2 separate regions of the Oryctolagus cuniculus genome follow, and region 1 is linked to region 2. Evidence: chromatin contacts called from public Micro-C data. All regions are on one chromosome and are shown on one strand. The core of a region is the stretch at or near the end of the contact, and the rest is flanking DNA. Distances in the headings are between cores, read along the strand shown. Region 1 holds the start of LOC100352865 (heparan sulfate glucosamine 3-O-sulfotransferase 3B1). Region 2 holds the start of HS3ST3A1 (heparan sulfate-glucosamine 3-sulfotransferase 3A1).

What was found. A called contact is a pair of places that touch in the nucleus more often than the background predicts.
Region 1: a Micro-C map of ear pinna shows a contact between it and region 2, with 5 times the contacts expected there. The contact joins the promoter of LOC100352865 here to the promoter of HS3ST3A1 in region 2. A contact is called at or near these places in 3 of 6 Hi-C or Micro-C datasets (ear pinna, embryonic fibroblasts and an unstated tissue).

What each region holds. Positions count from the first base shown.
Region 1 is chr17:58,230,441-58,233,720 of mOryCun1.1, forward strand. LOC100352865 (heparan sulfate glucosamine 3-O-sulfotransferase 3B1) reads left to right here and starts at 1,723. Exons shown (of 2, transcript XM_002718869.5): 1 at 1,723-2,771. The coding sequence starts at 2,233.
Region 2 is chr17:57,641,043-57,644,322 of mOryCun1.1, forward strand. HS3ST3A1 (heparan sulfate-glucosamine 3-sulfotransferase 3A1) reads right to left here and starts at 1,973. Exons shown (of 2, transcript XM_002718879.5): 1 at 1,231-1,973. The coding sequence starts at 1,832.

The DNA.
Region 1 (3,280 bases), core at 473-2,972, 590 kb after region 2:
CCCAACATCCCTGCCAGGCCAGAAAAAAAAAAAAAAAAAAAAAAAGCCGGAAAGTTCAAGGTGGGATGGGGGGGAGGGGTGGCGAGGGAGGAGGAAAATCCTGAATTATTTCCCCCTCGACAGTTTTGTAGGAAAATGTGTCAGCGCTCAGGGGAGTTACAAGGAGGTCGCGCGGGGCACCGCGTGGGGCGCACGGGTCCCACGCCGGCCGCTGCGTTTTCCTAACCCTCTCCAGTCACGGGGCACATTTTTGGAACCGGAGACGCCGAGGTCAGAGCGGCTTTCTCAGCTTGCTCCCCGGGGTGGGGTTCCCAGGAGACACTTAGTGGGGACACTGGCTCCGGAAGGGAGAACAGCGCGGGCGGCAGCTCCGGCTGAGCCACTCCGTGGGCGGCACCGGACCCCCGGGGCCGCGCGGGGGCCGGCGTCGGAAGAGACGCTCTGTCCGGAACCACGGGCCGCCAGGTGTTGGGAGGCCCGCCGGCCGCTCCGCCGCGGGGCCGCGGGGCTGCGGGCGCCGGGATGCCTCGGAGGCTCCTGAGCTTCCTCCACACGCCCGGGACAGGAATGCAGCCGAGCGCGGCGGCGCCCCTGGTCCCCTCTGCCCACCCAAAAGCGGCTGGAGTGCCTGGGAGCCCCCGCTTCCCAACCTCGGGGCAGGTCTTTTGTTTCCCCACTCTGGGCAGAGAGTGGGGTTCCCAGGAGACACTTAGTGGGGAGGCTTCGGCTGGACTTTGACTATTAGAAGAGTGCCACTCGGTGACGGATGTGCCCGAAATCGGCACATTCTACGGCGAAAGGCGACAGGTCAGCGAGCCAACCTGTCGCCTGCCTGAAGGCGAATGTTGGCTTCAATACCGATTCAGGGAAAAAGAGAAAGGACAAGTTCTCAAACGTAACGTGTCCAATAAACTCACAATACTCAGAGGACAACTTTCTGCGCTGACTCCGCTGGTGCGCGCGCACGCGTGTCCAAAGGAAACTTTTTTTCTAGACTCTACCTTTTAGTTAATTTCTCCCCGCGCCTTCTCCCTCCCCACCCCCCCCCGGCAGTTTTAGAGGCAGAGATTTTTTTTTCTTTTTTCCTGGAGGACGGTTTACTTCCCACTTAAAAGAGAGGCAGGCCGAGGTGGGTGGGTGGGGGTGAGAGAAGGCCCACCTCCTGGCACAGAGTAAGAAAAGACAGGGGAAAAAAAGCGATTTCCAAACAGGCCTTCCATTTCTCAAACCGATGCCCGTCCGGGAAGGGCGTGCCTCCTGGGCCCCCGGCGAGGGACCGGCTCGACACGGGCCTTGGGTGCACCTGCGGGCGCCCCTGCCTCCTCCAGTCCCTTCTCCTACCCTGCAGCGCACACTTGGGGATCGCGCCCGAGACACATCTGGACCGGGGCTCGCGTCCCGGCATCTGGGCAGCGGCAGCCCAGGCCGGCTCCCAGGGAGCGATCGCGGAAACGCACGCGAGTGCGCCACTCGCTGGGGTGCGACCTCTCCCAGCACTCCGCCAACTCCAGCATCCGTCCCAGCATCTGCGGCTGGCACCAGCCCCTGGCTCCGCCCCCATGAGCCCGCCCCCTCGCCCCCGAAGCCAATAGCCTCACCCGGTCGCTCTGCACCGCCCCCAACTCTTTCCACACCTCCACGCCCCGGGAGCGGGTTGGCTGCTGAGTCCTGGGTGAGGCCCCGCCCTCGGCGTGGTGCTCGCCGCTTCTGGTAGGAAGAGCAGCCCGTCACTCCGCAAGGCCGGGCCCGCCCCCTCCACCTCGGTCTGCTCGCTGGCTTCCTGCGCAGTTCTCCTCCGCAGCCTCCGCCGGGGCTGCTCTCCAAGACTGGGGCGCTCAGAACGGCGAGCAGGCAGCCCCGGCGAACAGCCGTGCGCACCGTCCCGAGCGCTCCGGGAGAGCGCGCGCAGGGGCTCTGCTAGCCCGCAGCGGGCCGTGACGCCGCAGGAGCAGCCCCTGGGCCAGCACTGACCGCCGCCCCGACTTGGCGTTCCAGTTGCGGCTGCTCCCGGGACAACATGTCAAGAGCCGCCGCCGCTACAGCTGCCGCCGCCACCTGGAGAGCAGCAGCAGCAGCGGCAGCGGCGGCAGCGGCGGCCGCTTTGACCGCGGGCACGCGGGGGCAATAAGCGTCCGGCGAGCCGCGGAGGGGGAGCCCTCTCTGCGCTCACTGCCCCGGCGGGACCCTGGCCATGTGCTGAGCCATGCCCCTGGCCGCGCCCGCGGGCAGCGCATGGGGCAGCGCCTGAGCGGCGGCCGCTCCTGCCTCGATGTCCCGGGCCGGCTCCTGTCGCAGCCGCAGCCGCCCCCGCCGCCGGTGAGGAGGAAGCTCGCGCTGCTCTTCGCCATGCTTTGCGTCTGGCTCTACATGTTCCTGTACTCGTGCGCCGGCTCCTGCGCCGCCGCGCCAGGGCTGCTGCTGGGCTCGGGCTCCCGCGCCGCGCACGCCCCGCCGGCCGCCCTGGCCACCGCTGCGGACGGGACGCCTCCCAGGTTGCCGTTCCGGGCGCCGCCGGCCACTCTGCTGGCCAACGAGGGCGCCGCGAGCCAGGAAGAGCAGGGTCCCGAGGCGCCGGACTCCCCCAGTCCCATCTCCAGCTTTTTTAGTGGGTCCGGGAGCAAGCAGCTGCCTCAGGCCATCATCATCGGCGTGAAGAAGGGCGGCACGCGGGCGCTGCTGGAGTTCCTGCGCGTGCACCCCGACGTGCGTGCCGTGGGCGCCGAGCCCCACTTCTTCGACCGCAGCTACGACAAGGGCCTCGCTTGGTACCGGTGAGTGCGCGCGGGAGCGGGCGAGGGCGCGGGGCGGCGGCATAGGCTGCAAAGGGGGCGAGCGCACGCCGGGTGCGCCCAGCTCGGCTCTCGCCAAGACCCGGAGAAACTTCTGGCGCAGCGCCGGCGGCTCAGTGGTCCGCGGTGCTCAAGAACCACAGGCAACGGGGCAGCGACTTGGTGTGCGCTTGGAGAAGCAGGGTGCCCTCTAGCCATGGCGTTGCCGCCCCATACGCATCAATCAGGGTCGCCAGGATTTAATTTTTCCTGGCGGAGCCCCCGGGACGCTGGGAGGAGCGTTGTGCGCCCCCGCCGACACAGCCTGCTCCCTGCACCAACTTCTGAGCAGTTTCTGCGCTCCAGACTCTAGGGGATCGGGCGGCGACAGCGTCCTGCCGAGACCGCAGGGAGGTTGTGGGTTTCGGAGTTAACATTGCTCCTGGCTCCCGGGGCCGGGAGGGGCGTCGCACCCGCGCTCGGCTCCAGCGTCTCGGGCTCGGGAGGGTGAG
Region 2 (3,280 bases), core at 723-3,222:
TTGATCTGAGGGTGAGCCTGAACCAGCAAGTACATAAACTTGTCAAATCACGTCCACGTCTATTCTGAGGTTAATTTAGTGGCCTTTTGAAATACATCTAAATTGTGTTGTAACTTCTGTAATATTGTTTCTGTTAAAATAACAAAGGGAACGCATATTTCACCAACAAGATAAACTCCATAAAAATGGAAAATTCTAGCAACGTGATGTTTCCTTGGAGGAAAGAGATTTAAAAAAAAAAAAAAGCCAACATTTTATGCAAACAAAATCCAGGCGACACCAGGATTTATTAGAATTTTGGCACATTATATTATGAAAGGTGGCAGGAATTTGAGGCAAGTGGCCAACTGAAAACGAAGATCTAAATGAGACTTTTCTGCTAACCTGTAGCCTATACTCGCACGGTTTTCACTACTTTTTTCTTCTTCCTCCCTCCCTCCCTCCCTCCCTCCCTTCTCCCTTCATTATATCGCCTACCTCATTAGTAAAGAGCATTGTTTGAACATCTTCAGAAAGTTTCTGCTTTCGCGGAGACAGAAGCTATTTTTTTTTCCTACAGATTTTGAAAGCGTTTTACACAGCTCTCCTCTTCACTCCCAAACAAAAGCTACGACCACGGAAGCATTCCCTAAAACGCTGGGTCTGGTTGCTGGCGCTGGCTGGGACACTGCCTAGGCTCCCTGGCACGTGACACCTTTCCCAAGCTTCCGCGTGACTTACCGCTCAGGACAGACACCTGCCAGAGGGCAAGGTAAACCAACACCTGACAGTAACCGCAGGGAACTGCCCAAAAGATGGAGCAAGAGGTACCTTAGTAGCTACTGAATATGGTCCTAATTTAGGAGAGCGCATTTTTCTTTTTTCCTTTTTTTTTTCCCCTCTAGCTAAACAGACACTTTCACAGCGCGTGACAAAGGGATGAGACCCCAGACCCACTATTCTAGGCAAAGGAATTCCCCAGGACTAAAACCCCTCAGGCAAAAAACACTTCCTCCCCACGCCCTCCCCACTACACCCACTGCCCACGTCCAAGGGGAAGAAGGCACGCTGGGGGCAAACCCCTCAACTGAAGGGCAGCTACCGACGGCCCCCAGCCTCGCGCGTGAAGACGGAGGGAGGTGGCCCAGGGGTCACCCGGAGCTCGCCCCAGTCCCCCAGCCCCTGTGCCCAGCAGCCCCGCGCTCCGACCCCCCGCAGCCAGCAGCCCGCGGCCCGAGCCGGCGCACTCACCGGTACCAAGCGAGGCCCTTGTCGTAGCTGCGGTCGAAGAAGTGGGGCTCGGCGCCCACGGCACGCACGTCGGGGTGCACGCGCAGGAACTCCAGCAGCGCCCGCGTGCCGCCCTTCTTCACGCCGATGATGATGGCCTGCGGCAGCTGCTTGCTGCCCTCGTCCAGGAGCAAGGCCAGGGTCCCCGGCGTCGGGGCCTCGGCCACGCTGCTGCCGGCCCCGGAGCCTCCGGGACTCGCGGCCAGGCCGGGAGTCTCCTCTTCCCAGGCCGCGACGTCGCCGGGGTCGCGCGGCACGGGTGGCCGGGGCCTCCGCGCGCGCTGCAGCTGCAGGAGCCGCTTTCTGTGCGCCGCCGCCGGCCACCTCGTCAGCTCCCGCCGGCCTGCGGCCAGCACGCCGCGGCCCGGGGCCCCCGCCTCCTCGCCGCCGCCCGACAGCCCCGCGACGGGGCCCGACAGGCTGTGGCAGCGCTCGGCCAGGCAGTAGAAGACGTAGAGGGACGTGAGCAGGGAGCAGAGCGTCAGCAGGAACTTGCGGAAGATGTTGCGGGACAGCGGCTCGGCAGAGGTAGGCAGGGCGCCGGCCGGGCCCGGAGGGGCCATCCTAGCCGGAGGCGACGTCGGGCGGCGCGCGGGCCATGCTAGAACAGGATTCCGCCGGGTGCCACCGAATGCCCCGGACGGGCCTGCGCGCCGGGCGGCGGCCACATCGCCCGTGCGCCCCTGCGGCCGTGCGGTCTGCCCCCAGGAGGCGGCGGCCTGGGCCCCTCGAGGGGACGGAGCCCCGCACTGGGTCCAGAAGAGGGCACGGGGCGGGGGGGTGGGGAGGGGACGGCGGGGCCGTGCTTAGGAAACCATCGTCTTAGACGCGCCCAAGTCCTGGGCCTCGGGGCAGCAGCTCCCCGAAAGGTCGCCCGGGACGGGGCTCTCGGCGACGGAGGCGAAGGCGTGCGGCTCTCGGCCCCGGGGCCGCCCTCTCGGCGCGGGTCTCCGCTCAGCGCTCGCGCATCGCCGCCCTCGGTGTCGGTGGCGGCCCGCGCGACTCCGGGAGCCGCTGTGCCCCGTGCGCCCTGCACAGCGGGCGAGCGGCAGCGTCCCCGGCCCTTCTTCCTGGAGTCCTCTCAGGCCGGGAAGTAGGTCCTGTCCGCCTGGTAGCGAGGTCCAGCCCCCCTTCTCCAAGTCCCTCTGTGCGAACCGGAGCGAGAAAGCGGTGCGCTCCCCTCGGTGCGCGCGCAAGGCCGCCCCGCAGCTGCCCTGGGCCCCACCTGGGAGCCGCGCGGTGGAGCCGGCTGCGCGGGACCTGTCAGCGGCCGCGGCCCCTGCGCTCACAGCCGCCTCCAGGGCCGCCGCCGCCGCCACACGTGGGGCGCGGAGGGCAGCAAACTTGGCGGTGACGTCAGCGGCCCGGGCCGGACCAGCCCCCCGGCCGAGCGCGGCAGGGGCCGGGCCGGGCGGGGTGGGATGCAGCAGAGGTGGCGCGGGCTGTGCGGCGGGCGACGGCGGCCCAATGGCACTGGAGGAGAAGGGCGGGGGCGGCGGGGGCGACGCCCCTTCCCCCTGCGGCTGGCGCTCCGAGCGGGGCGGCCTCGCCCCACTCGGAGCGGGGCAGGGGGCTGCGGCGACTCGCGGGCTGCCTGCCTCTGACTGACAGCCAGGGATGGCCGGATCCCCGGGGGCCTGACTTCCACCCAGCCGGCCGCTCGCTCCACTGGGGACTGCGGACGTCTCCAGCTCGGCCCAGCGCTCGCAGCCCTGCGCAGCCTCCCGCCCCCAGCACTGCCTTTCCACCGGCCCGGAACCTCCTCTCGGGTCCCAAAACTTTTGCAAGTTGTGTCCGCTGCTGTTTCCAGCACGCCGCGCCCCTTGGGCGTGGGGCAAACTGAGTTTTCTCCCAGCGGCTCCAACTTCGCCTCCTCCGCTGCTGTCCACTATGAGCCACCCGGGAACGAAGCGTTTTCTCCCTCCCCACCCCCGACCCCGCCCCCAGCAATGCATATATTTTTGATTGTTTTCCTTTACGTTTGTTTAGGAATATCGACAGTGCCCCGGGA